2 separate regions of the Mus musculus genome follow, and region 1 is linked to region 2. A link is a contact called in public promoter capture Hi-C data. All regions are on one chromosome and are shown on one strand. The core of a region is the stretch at or near the end of the contact, and the rest is flanking DNA. Distances in the headings are between cores, read along the strand shown.

Region 1 (6,215 bases), core at 1,868-4,367, 540 kb after region 2:
TCTATTTCTAGCTATCTTTTTTACTCTGAGACAAGATCTACTATCCAGGCTGGCTGAGAATTTGTGATCCTCCTGCATCAGACTCCTGAGTAACTCAAATTACAAGCCTGATAAGCATATCAGGCCTGGCAACTCATATTTATACCCAGGCAAGACACCCAAGAGAATTCTAGATGTCGATATCCAACTACCTACCTAATCATGATCCTAGAGCCTATAAGAGACGTTGAATTTAACAATATTCAAAGCCTATTCCCAATCTACACCGCAGCAGTCTCAGTAAACTGGGAGATAATCCTTCCACTTTCAAGTAACAAGACTGGTAGTTTGAGTGACAATGGCCTCCAAAAGACTCATACTCATGAATGCTTGGTCCATGGATAGTGGAACTGTTTGAGAATTAGAAGGTGTGGTTTGTAAGAGGTGGTGGATCTCTAGGCTTTGAGCTTTTAAATGCCGAATGCCATTCCCAGTTAGTACATATGCTCTTTCTCTCTGCCTCCCCCAGTTACCGCCTGTTCTCTCTCTGCCTTGTGCTTGTGGAACAGGTTAAGCTCTCAGCTATTGCCCCAGAACTATGCCTGCCTGCTGTCATGCTTTTAGTTATGATGGTCATGGACTCTAACCCTAAACACTCAACTTTAAAAAAACCCAAAACTATAGTTTTGGTGTTTTGAGACTGGGTTTTCCTATGTAACCCTGGCTGTCCCTGGGCCTCAAATGTTAAGATTTAAAGGTGTATGCCAGGAAGTCCCATAAACACCTTTTGTTTATACTTTGCATTGGTCATGGTGTTTGTCACAATAGAAAAGTAACTAAGACAAAAACAAAACAAAACAAAACAAAAAAACCAACACCTTATTTTTTCTTTTAGAAAACATTATCTCATCCGGGGGTGGTGGCACACGCCTTTAGTCCTAGCACTTGGGAGGCAGAGGCAGGCAGATTTCTGAGTTCGAGGCCAGCCTGGTCTACAGAGTGAGTTCCAGGACAGCCAGGACTATACAGAGAAACCCTGTCTCTGTACCAAACCAAACCAAACCAAACCAAACCAAAACTATCTCACTATAGCTCTGGTTGGCCTGCAACTATATAGACTAGGATGACCTGAAACTCCCAAGTCTGCCTGCCTCTGCCTCCTGAGTGACAGAATTAAAGATGTGCACCACTGTGCTGAGCCCAAAGAATAATACTTTGAACTCATCCACTTTCTCATACTCTAGATGTTCTTAGAACCTTGAGCTAAGCCAAGAGGCTTCTAAAATCTTTCCACTTGGTCTTCTAAGCTCTCTTTCATTCTTACTAGAGATACTTTTCCTAACAAGAGAAACAAATTCTAACTAGCCTCTCATTTCTCTTTATCCCCATTCTGTAGTCTCTAAACGAACTGATTACTGGGCAGGGAGAAGACTGGGCTAGTAAGAGCTCTTACTGCCAACCCTGATGAACCAAATTCAATGCCACAGTGCTGTGAGAACTGACTCCCAAGAGTTGCCCAGATCTCTTCATACTTGACGCAACTGACAAACAGACACAGGCACAGACACACACAACAAAGAGAACTCACTGCCACCTAACATACTATTCGATATTTACCTGCTGGCTACCACTGGATGCACACTTAAGAGCAGGGTTTCACTTACCCTGGTCCCTACTGTTTACCATTCTCAGCTCTGCCTGAAGCTATATGCTTGGCATATAGCTGCCCACTAAAGCTGAAGAATGAACCTCTGTAGATGTCTACTTCCCTCTCACAGTGATGAAGCCATCTTGGTTAAGCACTCTATAAACCAGCACAAGTAAAAAATAACCTGTGTGATGCACCAAACAGTGAGAGGAATGTGCCCCACCCCCCAATTTCCTAACCTTCCCTCCCATCTCCAAAAATGAGTTAAAGAAACACAATGACCAATTTGGTTCTCAATCTATTCTGGGTACTGTCATGCTTAAGGGAAACAGGTATTCCACCCTAAGGAAATATTTGCATTTTTCATGACTAATTATCTTCCACAAAGGTAGCTCTTTGTTTTCTCCTTTGGACCAGAGAGGCTGGGGAAGGAGGACGGGAAGGGAGAGCAATGTATTCCCAGATTGTCCCTCAAACACCTCCTTTGGTGACTAATCTCCATGTAGATGACATGGCTTGTTACCCACCCCCAAGCAAGTCCCGCTTTTCTCAAACGGGGTGCTACTAGCAATTCCATTCAAATGCCGGGTTTTAGACTTGACACCTGTGGCTCCTGAAACAGAAGGCCTAGAGGATTGAGGACGGGTGGAGGCTTCTACTTACTGGGTTATTTCCCCTCTCTGGAGGTCGCCAGCCGCGCCAGCCTTCACCTCCGTTATCACTACGGGGGACTAGCCTGGGGCCTAGAGGCCTGGTCGCCCCTCGGCCTAAGAAACAGACCGGAACCGGGAGACAACAGCCGGGCACAAACCACTGTACTGGGAATCCGGCCTCTACTCTGGGCCCGAGGGGGCGCAGGGAACCGGAAGACCTGAACCGCTCCTTCGGTGTGGATGGAAGTCTCTAGACCCTGAGCGGGGGAGGGGCGGCGGAGGAAGGGGGGCTCCGAGAGGCCTGGGATTCCAAACCCGGTGGGGGAGGAGCGAGGGCGCCGTAGCCGCGGACCGGACAGGGAAGGGCCCTCTGGGGCTGCAGATGCCGGCCCAGGGAAGCGCCTGGGGACCGGGAACCGGGGACCGGGACCTGGAGATCTAGTCCCGGACCACCAAGCGGAAGTGAGGTGTCCCCCCCCTCACCTCGGAGCATCGGCTCGGGCCGCGGGATCACGGCCACCACCACGGCCTCGTCGTCATCATCCCCTTCCTCACACTTGAGCGTCACCTCGAAGCAATCCAGAGCCGCGGCGCCCTTGGCTTTCAGGGCCATGGCGAGGCGAAGAAGGGCGACCGGATAGCCGAGGACGTTCGCACAGACCTCGGCGCACCGCCTGTGGCGGCCGCCTCCTGCCCCGGACCACCCCGGGCCCGCGGCTCGCCTAGCTCACCCGCCGCTCGCCCGGCCGCCCCGCCAGCCACGGGCTTCAACGCGTCACGACCCCGGGCGGGGAGGGTTCGATCCGGGGCCCCCAACCCCGCCGCTCCCTTTTATGGAGGCTCATTGTCAGCGTCCGTCCGGCAGTCCCGCCTCCAGACCAGGCTGGCCAATCACGTGAGGACACGCCCCCTAGCCCCGCCCCAGCCACAGGTCTGGGCCAGAACCCTGTGCAGCGCGTTTGTCTCTGGCCGGTTTGCTCGGCGGCGAAGCCTGGAGTTTTCCTGGGAGCGGCGCCGGCAGCCTTGGAGACCCGGTAGGGCATCCCCACCAATGGCTGGAGGAAAGGGCTGCTCGGCATCTTACTTCTTGGCTTTCCCCTGACTAGCTGCCTGCCTGGGAGGCAACACAGACGAGAAAAGACCGGTGGGGATGTGTGAAGGATACATAGGCTCAGAAGTGTGGAGACATCTCTTCTAATTTCTTTGGGCCTCGTTCCTTTCTACTAGCACATACGCTTTAGGGAAAGAAAAATCACTTTGGATCCTCCTAAACAAAGATTCTAGAAGATGAAGAGGACAAGAGTGGCGTGTGGGCGTGTGTAAACCGCTTCCGATGGATATAATTTACGTTAAAAACAAAACAAAACAAAAAACGTGAGTCCAGAGAGTGTGGCCTTTTCCCAGGACACAGCAAATCCCCTGAGAGCCTCCAAGACCGGGATCCGGTTGCTATGGCGCTGCTGCCTGGCATTCGTGCCTGAGTGAAGACTGTCACAATGGGCACTTACACTTCTGCATAACATCCCCTCCCCACACACATACACACACCAGACACGCTAGATTTCAGCTGAGAAACGGCAAAAATGTCTGGCACTCAAAATTCTGATTTTAAGTGCTACCAACAGTAATTATCAGCCCAGAAACAGTAATTGTGGATGATGTAGGAGGCTAGGGGACAGAAGAGAAACAGTTCACTTACCGTATATTGTGTGTGTGTGTGTGTGTGTGTGTGTGTGTGTGTGTGTGTGTGTTTGTGTGTGCGCGCGCGCCCTGGGCATACCCACCCCCCCCCCATCCACTGCATAACCAGCTTTTATTTTGTTGAGATAAGGACTCACTTTCATGTCAGTCTGACCTGGAATCTGTGTAACCCTGCTTGCCCCAAACCTTTTCCTCCTCCCTCCATTCCCCTGGCACAAGGATTAAAGGTCTGAGCTGACACCACATACAGCAGCCACAATAGAAAGAACTGAGGAAATTTCTATTACTTTGAAATGTACCCAGTACTAAAAAGATACTCCAAATCAAGCAATTTCCTAGGCCTGGATAGTTCTTACCTAAAGGCTGTTCTTTGCTTTTTGCCCAATGCCTCTGGGTAGGTAGTCTGTTCTGTTTTTGCAGTGGGCTGGCTACAGGACTCAAGCTTCCGGGAGATTGTGACTAAGGCCTGAAAGGCAAGAAAAAGAAAAGCCTGTTATTTCCCTCCCTCTGTCCCTCCTGAGTTCTAACTCCTCCTGAGCAGGTGAGGCTGTGTCTCCAGTGTCTTTGTGAGTCCTTGGTTTGTGTCACTTCCCTGTTGGGCTTCCAGCCCTTCTGTCACCCTGTCACTTGGGTCACCCTGTGGTTCCTATTTCTTGTTTGATTCCAAAGCGATGGGTAGCCCTAGTATTGCACCAGATTCTTATTTAATTATATATATTTGTTTTCTTATGGGTTGTGCACCAGAGTACTTGTCTGAAGGCTAGAGCAACAGCTTCGGGGAGCTGGTTCTCGTCTTTGTGTGGGCTCTGGGGATTGTACACTGGTTTGTCACTAGCCCTCTACCATATACTTAATAGACTAGTTCTTTGGCCATCACGAGTGTAAGTGACAATTTTGGAATTTTAGTTTCTTTGGGAAAATAAAACACAAAAATATAAGAATACTCCAGGCAGTGGTGGCCCACGCCTTTGATCCCAGCACTAGGGAGGCAGAGGCAGGCAGATTTCTGAGTTCAAGGCCAGCCTGGTCTACAGAATGAGTTCCAGGACAGCCAGGACTACACAGAGAATCTCTCTCATATATATATATATATAATTTTAATCCCAGGTGTGGGATATGGGGCTGCTTCGATTTGTCCACAGCAGCTGACTATGGTTTGCCTCATGCTCTAGCAGGGGTGTGATTTTGTCAGCTGCAAATAGTTTCTGCATTTATGTGACATTTGGAATTCTGAGGATTTCTGAGAGGGTATATAAATGGTAGGGTGGAATTTGTGGTGATAGTGGTGGAGGAGGTGGTGTATAGTTGGGGAGTTGTCAGTTGGTTTTTGGTCAGTTTAAGTAGTCCCACACAAAGAAGAAACGAGAAATTAGATATCCCGGTGGCAAAGATCAAACTTGCCCCAAGGAACCTGACACCCCTAATCAGCAGGAAGTAGTCTAATGATAGCATCATCCCTTTCTAACCTCCCACTTTATTCAGGGTCTCTTTCCTTTCCTTGATATCCTTTTCTCTCCTCTGTTGGCCTTCTTGCTCAAATAGAAAGGCATCCTGGGACTCAAAAGCCCAAGAACAGGGAAGCCCAGGAACCTCACAGCAGCTCCCAGAGGAGGGAATCCCCAGCTAAGCTAAGGAGCCTCAGTCCTGTTCCATTTCACTTCTCATTGCTTCTTGGCTTCTTTCTATGAGTCACAACAGGTAGCAAATTCCATAATAAGAGATTTATTGGGAGGATCAAGGGTGTGGAGGGCCCAGGGGTGGCTGCCTCTGCTACTGGGAGTGAACAGCAAGGAACTGACACAGGTTCTTACTGGGCAGAGCTTTCTAGTTAGATATTTCCAGGTGAGGATTGGTAGGATTTTTAAATCCTGAATTTGGGAAGCTCAGGGATTGTGGGTTTTGTTCAGACTTTTCAAAATACAAAATAATTGTATTTTGAGTAAACTAGTTATTTAGAATTTGTTTCACTTAAGGCGAGTGCACCACTTATGAAATCATGGCTTTAAAAAAAGATCTATTTATTTATTTGTTTATGTATGTGAGTGTACTGTTGCTGTCTACAGACACACCAGAAGAGGGCATCAGATCTCGTTACAGATGGTTGTGAGCCAGAGCAGTCAGTGCTCTTAACCACTGAGCCATTTCTCTAGTCCCCAAACCATGGCTTATACCTATCATTTCTACAAGACACCATCCTATCTTGTCATAACCTTGTTCCACACCATTAACAGGCA
Region 2 (6,780 bases), core at 3,480-5,979:
CTTCTTCAGGGACGTTCAGCCCACTTCAGCCTGGCCCTGAACTGCTCAGACTTCAGGACAGCCTCAGCAGGGAAGCCTCTCTAAAGCTTCCTTCGCCATTCTGCAACCTATGTATAATTACCATGTGGCACTTGGGCTGGAGAATGAATTCTCCTAACGACAAGGAGACTAAACACGCAGGTGAGACAGCGCCCTGGAAGGGGGCACTCACCCCCAAGCCTCACAGTCACACAGTGGAAGGAGAAAACCCATCCCTACAAGTTGTCCTCCCTTTTGGGAATGAGCACCTGCTCTTTGATATGTTTAAGCTAAGGTGGCAGAACTAACTAAGCTTCTGCCAGCATCCGCTTTCCTGTCTTTTTAGCATCATAATTCCAATACAACCAAGATGCACCATCTTACAGACACTTCTTTGTAGCTGGTTGTGCCCAATAGCTTGCAAGGAAATACTGTCAGGTGGAGCCTAGGAAAGCACCTTGAAGGGAAGGTGAGAAGCTTGCAAACCCTGCCCTTCCTCCTCCCACTTCCGTCCTGGAAAGCAGGCTACATAGTCATCCCTTTGGAGTCACAAAGCAACCCTAAAAATGGATGCCATATCTAAATATGGAAGAACAGAGAGACAGACAGACAGACAGACAGACAGAATGAATGAATGAATGAATGAGCTTGGATTCTCAAAGACAACCTGGTCTGGATTTCTTCTCCTCACCACTACCCCATTGTATGTGCACATATATATGCATGTGTGTTTGTATGTGTGCGATGTCGGGTAAGTGTGTATGTGCAGTAGCCTCCAAAGATCTTTGTCCAAAGAAAGGGCAGAAGGGAGAGGACACCATGTCAAGTGCCAAGCCTCAAAGACCTTGGGGACTTCTGCAGGATGATAGACAGGTGAGCACTCTCCCAGCAGTCTGAGATGGGGGAGGGGGGTGTTCCAGAAATTCACTGAAGGAAGTGGACCCTGGTCAGCTCCATTCTGTGTTCTAGTCTTGCCCATGCCTCTACCTGGGGCCATGCTGGCCCGGGAGAGGAAGACTCTGCTCTGAGAGCACCCCTGGAGACCCTCCAAGGCTAGGATCCCAGCATGGAGGCAGGAGGGACCTGTGCCTGGCCACAGGGGATACCCACAAATGGATGGATGCTCTTGCTGCATGTCAGATAGATGCCAAATCTGATGACTGTATATAAACAGAAGACAACAGCTAGGAAAGGCCACTCAGTGAGATCACATGTGAAGGCTCCGTGCTAGTTCACGCATTCCCAGGGAGCTGCCCAGTGAGTGCCCTGAGGACAGTGGGGTCTGCACATTCTGCCCTTTGACCTCTTATTGTGTGTAACATCGGAAAAGATGGAATACATTTGTGCTCCCCATGCTGCAGCCCGGCCTTCAGAGGTGAAGGACCTATGAGGTCATACATTAAAGCCTCACCTGGAAGAAGGGGTGACTCTTGACTTCCTGCGCACCCTGGGGACCTGCGCCCAACCTCTTCTTAGGGTCCTTGCACAGCAGCCGCTGTAGCAGGTCCTGTGCCACAGGCCCAATCCGGAGAGGGAAGGGAGGGGAGCACTTCAAGATCCGTCTGGGAGGATGGGTGGGGTGTCAGGGGCAGCAAGCCCCCTCCCAGCCCAGCCCAGGAAGGCCGTATAGCCCTCAGCTACCCTCCATGACCTGTACAACTCACCGGGACACCTCAGCCTGAGTGTTCCTCTCTCCCTCCAGTGTGAAGGGTGAGGCCCCTGTCAGCAGCTCGAAGAGCAGGATACCCAGGCTCCACCAGTCCACAGCCTATGGAGCAGGGCCAGAGTGAAGGCCTTGTGCACTAGCCCCACCCCTGCCACCTTCACCCTGACAACCCACCTTGCCATGTCCAGCCTTGCTTCGGATGATTTCGGGAGCCATGTACTCGATTGTGCCACAGAAGGAGAAGGTCCGCTCTTTCTGAGAAGCCAAGAGGACCCATTTGTATACCTTATTTGTATACCTTAGCTTCACCCCTACCCCAAGGGCCCTAAAGGCTTAGAGCAGAACTTGCTCAAATTAGAAGATTCTGGGAAAACAGTGGGAACCTTGGTACCCGACCACTCTGCAGCCCCCTCCCAGGGGGCTGACACGGAGGGAGCAGGTCAAAGGCCTGGCTGGGAGCGCCACTCACTCACCTCCTCCGTCAGGAACTCCTTGCTCAGCCCAAAGTCTGTAAGGACGATGTGACCTTCTGAGTCAAGTAAGACGTTCTCCAGCTTCAGGTCCCGGTAGATGATACCCAGCTGTCAGGAGCAGATGGGACGTTGAGTGCCACCCTGAGAGACACACTACACAGCCACAGCCCTGTGGGTCCCTGCGGGTCCCTGTAGGTCCCCACGTAGGATAAAGAGATGCCCTGAAGATCTTTCACCTGCAGGGAGAACTCCAGGGCAGGATAAAGCTGGGCAGAGCTAGTTATTAGATAAGAAAAGCCACTGGATCCAGGCATGTAAACTCATGCCTATCCTCCTAGTGCCCAGGAGGCTAAGGCAGCCAGCTGAGGCTAGCCGAGGTTAGCCAGCAATTACCAGGAGAGCCGGGTTACTGAGCAAGACCCTCAAAACAAAACAACGAACAAAGAGGAAAAGGAAGAGATCAAAGAGAAAAAAATAAGGACCAAGGCTGGGTGGGACTGGTTAGAAGAGCACCTAGCATGGGGCCCTGGGCTGGGTCCCCAGCACCCCATGAAACCAGGAGTGATCAACAAGCCTGAACTCTCAAAGAGACAAGGGCTGCAGGATTCGAAGTTCAAGGTCATCTTGACTACACAGGGATCTGAAGGCCAGCTTGGGCTACATGAGATGGCTACAGGAAGAGTTAAACAGGGGACCATCGAGAGGGCTCAGCAGAGAGAGTGCCGGCAATCTGAGATGGATCTCAGAACCCATGCAAAGGTGGAAGGATATTGTTAATGTCACAGAATCTGACCCACACATGTGCTCTGGCACATATGCACATACACACACCACACATGCACAAAATAAAAGCAAGTAAGAAGGGACTCAAGAAGGGCCACCAAAGGTACCCTGCATTGAGAAGTCCTGTGCACAGGCCCCAAGGCGCCCAGGAGTGTGAACAAAAAGCCCCATTTCAGAGGTCTTGGTAACTGAGGTCTGAGGTCACCACTTAAGGAAGTCCGATGAAGGTTAGCCTAGGTTCCTGTTGGAGGAAAGCCCCTTCCAGAAGGTTCTGGAGCAGAAGACCCTTCCAGGTAGTGCTGTCTCAAGCAGTTCTTTCAAGGTCCCCGCCCAGGCCACCCCTGAAACAGGAAGCCCCTCATTAGGTTCAGGGCAGTCCCAGGAGAGCAGCCAAAAGGCAGGGCCGTCTCTTACCTTGTGCAGGTGTTCCAGGGCCAGCACAATCTCGCCCCCATACACTCGAACCTCAGCCTCCTTGAAGTACTGGCGCTGGTAGAGGTGAGTGAACATCTCACCACCGCTCACGTAGTCTGGGAGTGAGGAGACGTTGAAATGTTTCCCTACAAGGTAGCCTAATCTAACTCCCGTCCCTCTCCAAAGCTGAGATGTGACAGGCCCTCACCCAGGATGAGGTGCAGCTTGGCATCCGTCTGGAAGGCGTAGTGCAGTGTGACCAGGAAGGGTGCTTGGCGAACCAGCTCCAGCACCGAGCGTTCGGTGCGGGTATGCTCCTGTGTCTTCGCGCGCTGCACCAACGCCGCCTTGCGTAGCACCTTCATGGCATAGAGCTTGCCCGCGTCGTGCCCACCCGTCTTCCGCACCAGGAACACCTTCCCATAGGCTGTGGGAGCAGCAAGCAAGCGGTTGGAAGGTGGGCTGTAAGTGCGAGGGCGGTGCAGACTGGTGGGAAGGGGGGTGCAAAAGGCTGACAGAGCCTTCTAAGGAGAAGGTGAGCCCTCCCTGGAGGGTGCTCGGTTAAGCCTGAAAAGCAATTTGCAGTGCAAACTAGCCTGGGGAGCTTGCAACTCCAGAAGGCCTGCGGGGCGGGGAAGGGGCGGGGCACGTGCAAACCTGGGATGATCAAGAGAGCTGAGAAAAGATGAAAACGCTGGCACCGGAGGCAGAGGCGCGCTCCCAGTCAGCGGAGGGATGTGCAAACCCGGACTGGGGAATTTGCAAAATACAAGAGTGGGGCTCGCAAGGGAAGATGGGGAGAGAAGCTGTGCAAAGCTCTTGGGAGGGAGTCAAAACCCCAAAGAGGCTAGGAAATCGCGGCAGGGGGCACGCACGCATAGGACTTTGCAGAGAAGAGTCCTGTCAACGTGGACGCCCGGCAAGTAGGCTCGGAACCCTGGTACGGTAGGGCGGGGCGGGCAAGGGGAGCTATGCCGGGAAAGGGTGGGGGGACCTCCCCAGCAACCAGGCCCAGGCCCAGGTCCAGGCGAGTGGGCGGGCAGAAGGCCCAAAGCACCATGCCAGTGAAAGCGGTTTCTCACCTCCCGTGCCCAGCACCTTGAGCAGCGCGAAGTTCTCCACGCTCACCTTCTCCTCATGCCCGGTGAGGTTGGCTGCGGACACAGGGGGGCGAGTGAGCCCAGAGGGTCGCTGACTCTTGCCACCCGTCCGGGAGAGCCGCCTCGGGATCCGGCACCCACCTTCGGTGATCTGCAGCTCCACGGCGCAGCCCTCGTCCTCATCCTCGTCTCCCATGGCGGGCGGGTCGCTGGGGCCCGCGCGGCTGGGGCTACGGGCGGCGCCGGTTACATGGCGGCTCCGGCCGGGGCGGGTGCTTCCTGGTGCCGCCTCTGGGGCCGAGCGGGCGCCGGCACCGCCTCCCGGCTCCCAGCCCGCCCCGTGCGGCCTGAGTCAGGCGGCTGGAACGTGACGGAGCGGGGCTGCGGGTGGGAAGCATCAGACGGTGGCAGGGTCTCCTGGCCCCGGGACCAGTGAGAGCCGTGCAGGGCCTTTGGGTGACATGTGGCTGCAGCTGGAGTAAGCCTCCTAGCCAGGTGTCTGTCCAGCAGGATATGGAGGACACTAGAGGTCTGTGTCCCAGGATTTGAGGAGGGCTGCCCACCCAGGCTGATGGAGCCCTCCCTCCCACGTGGCAGCCTTGCCTCTTCTGCTCCTCTTAGCCAACAGACACAAATCACAGCCCACTTCCTTCTTTAGGACCACTCGTTACACTCGTTAAGCTCAGCAAATACACTGGAGATCTTTATATTCCCTGGACACAGGAGCCCTAGGCTCTTGATGCTGGGCCGGCAATGGGCATCCTGAGAGTACACTTCAGAAACAGGAAGCCACTTTACATGGGTAAAGTTGCTTTTGCCCCAAAGGAGACCAACTGAGTTGGATGCCTAGTTCCCTCCCACATGGTAAAAAGAAAGAACCGACTTCCACAAGCTGCCCTTAGATCTAAGTGCCTGCACCTACATACAATGCAAACATATGGCATAATATAAAATAAATGTAATTTCAAAAAGAATTAAAGAGGGAGCCTGCAGGGCTGATTGCACAAGGACCCCACTCCACCTTTCCCAGGGAGCCCCACCCTCCCTGGGGCAGCCTCGGGTGCCCTGACTCACATCCTGCCACCCAGCCTAATTGTCCCTGTATTCGTTTGCTTCTTTGTTGCTGTGATAAAACGTTCTGACTTAAAGCAGCTTGGGGAAGGGGCAGTTATTTGGTTTGCAGGCTACAGTCCATAACTGAGGGAAGTCAAGGCAGAAACTCAAGGCTGGAACCTGGAGATCAGAACTGAAGCAGAGACCATGGAGGAGCACTGCTTATGATGAGGAGCACTGCTTATGAGGAGCACTGCTTACTGACTTTCATCCCTTGACTTTTTCAGCTAGCTTTATTACATAACCCAAGCCCATCTAGCTAGGGATGTATCACCCACAGTGACTTAGGCCTTCCTATAATCAATTTGCAATCAAGAAAATGCCTCCACAAATATGCCCATGGGCTAATCTGCTGGAAGCAGTCTCTCAGCTGTGAGGTTCCCTCTACCTAGGTGTCTAGTTTGACAAAAGAACTATGACATTTCACCCCGTCAGCTCGTCTGTGTTAAAGCATAGCCTTTCCTTTCTTATTTGTCCTTAAGGTCTCATGCTAGCATCCCAATATTTTAAGAAGGTAGCATACACCTTTAATCCCAGCACTCAGAAGGCAGAGGTAAGTGGACCTCTGAGTTCGAGGCCAGCCTGGTCTACAGAGTGAGTTCCAGGAGAACCAGGGCTACACAGAGAAACCCTGTCTCAAAAAAAAAACAAAACAAAACAAAAACAAAAAGCAAACAAACAAAAAAACCAATAACTGGATAGTCTTTATTATCTTTTTAAATAAAATCTAGTCTCTTAAATGTGGGCTACTGTAAAGTCTAAAATACTGACATACTTTAAGATTTCTTTATTTTATTTATTTATCTTCTGGCCTCAAATCATTGAAGCTGCTCTGCTCTGCTAGCCTGCCATCCACAGAACACATGGCTTGTCTTGAAGGCTTGAGTCAGTTCCTTTCCACAACTGCTGCTGTCCTTAGCATTTGTCCCACATTCCTGGTATCTCCCAGATCCTGAGGTCTCCACTGCGACTGAGACTGGACCTTCACCACAGACCTCCTGGCCCCCTTCTGGGACTCTGACCTTGCTACATGGTACCAAGCCTCAGCTGTTCTCCATGACCCTTCCAGGCCTTTGAAACCAGTACCATTTGGAAGCCTCTTACACATTGTTTGCCAAGTTTGATTGACAGCTTAAGATGCAGCCTTGGCCCCTACTTGGCCACAGCTTCTGTGTGGTGACCCTGAGAAACATTCTCCACAAGATTTTGCCTC

Evidence for each region. Promoter capture Hi-C pulls out the DNA fragments that hold promoters and counts their contacts.
Region 1: a promoter capture Hi-C map of liver shows a contact between it and region 2, with 2.8 times the contacts expected there.

The regions. Positions count from the first base shown.
Region 1 is chr19:7,379,909-7,386,123 of GRCm38.p6, forward strand. Spindoc (spindlin interactor and repressor of chromatin binding) reads right to left here and starts at 3,118. Exons shown (of 6, transcript NM_001033139.3): 1 at 2,764-3,118. The coding sequence starts at 2,893. 1700105P06Rik (RIKEN cDNA 1700105P06 gene) reads left to right here and starts at 3,095. Exons shown (of 1, transcript NR_045703.1): 1 at 3,095-3,653.
Region 2 is chr19:6,835,898-6,842,677 of GRCm38.p6, forward strand. Rps6ka4 (ribosomal protein S6 kinase, polypeptide 4) reads right to left here and starts at 4,730. Exons shown (of 18, transcript NM_019924.2): 1 at 4,596-4,730; 2 at 4,437-4,508; 3 at 3,563-3,781; 4 at 3,355-3,470; 5 at 2,158-2,265; 6 at 1,859-1,939; 7 at 1,683-1,786; 8 at 1,430-1,580. The coding sequence starts at 4,650.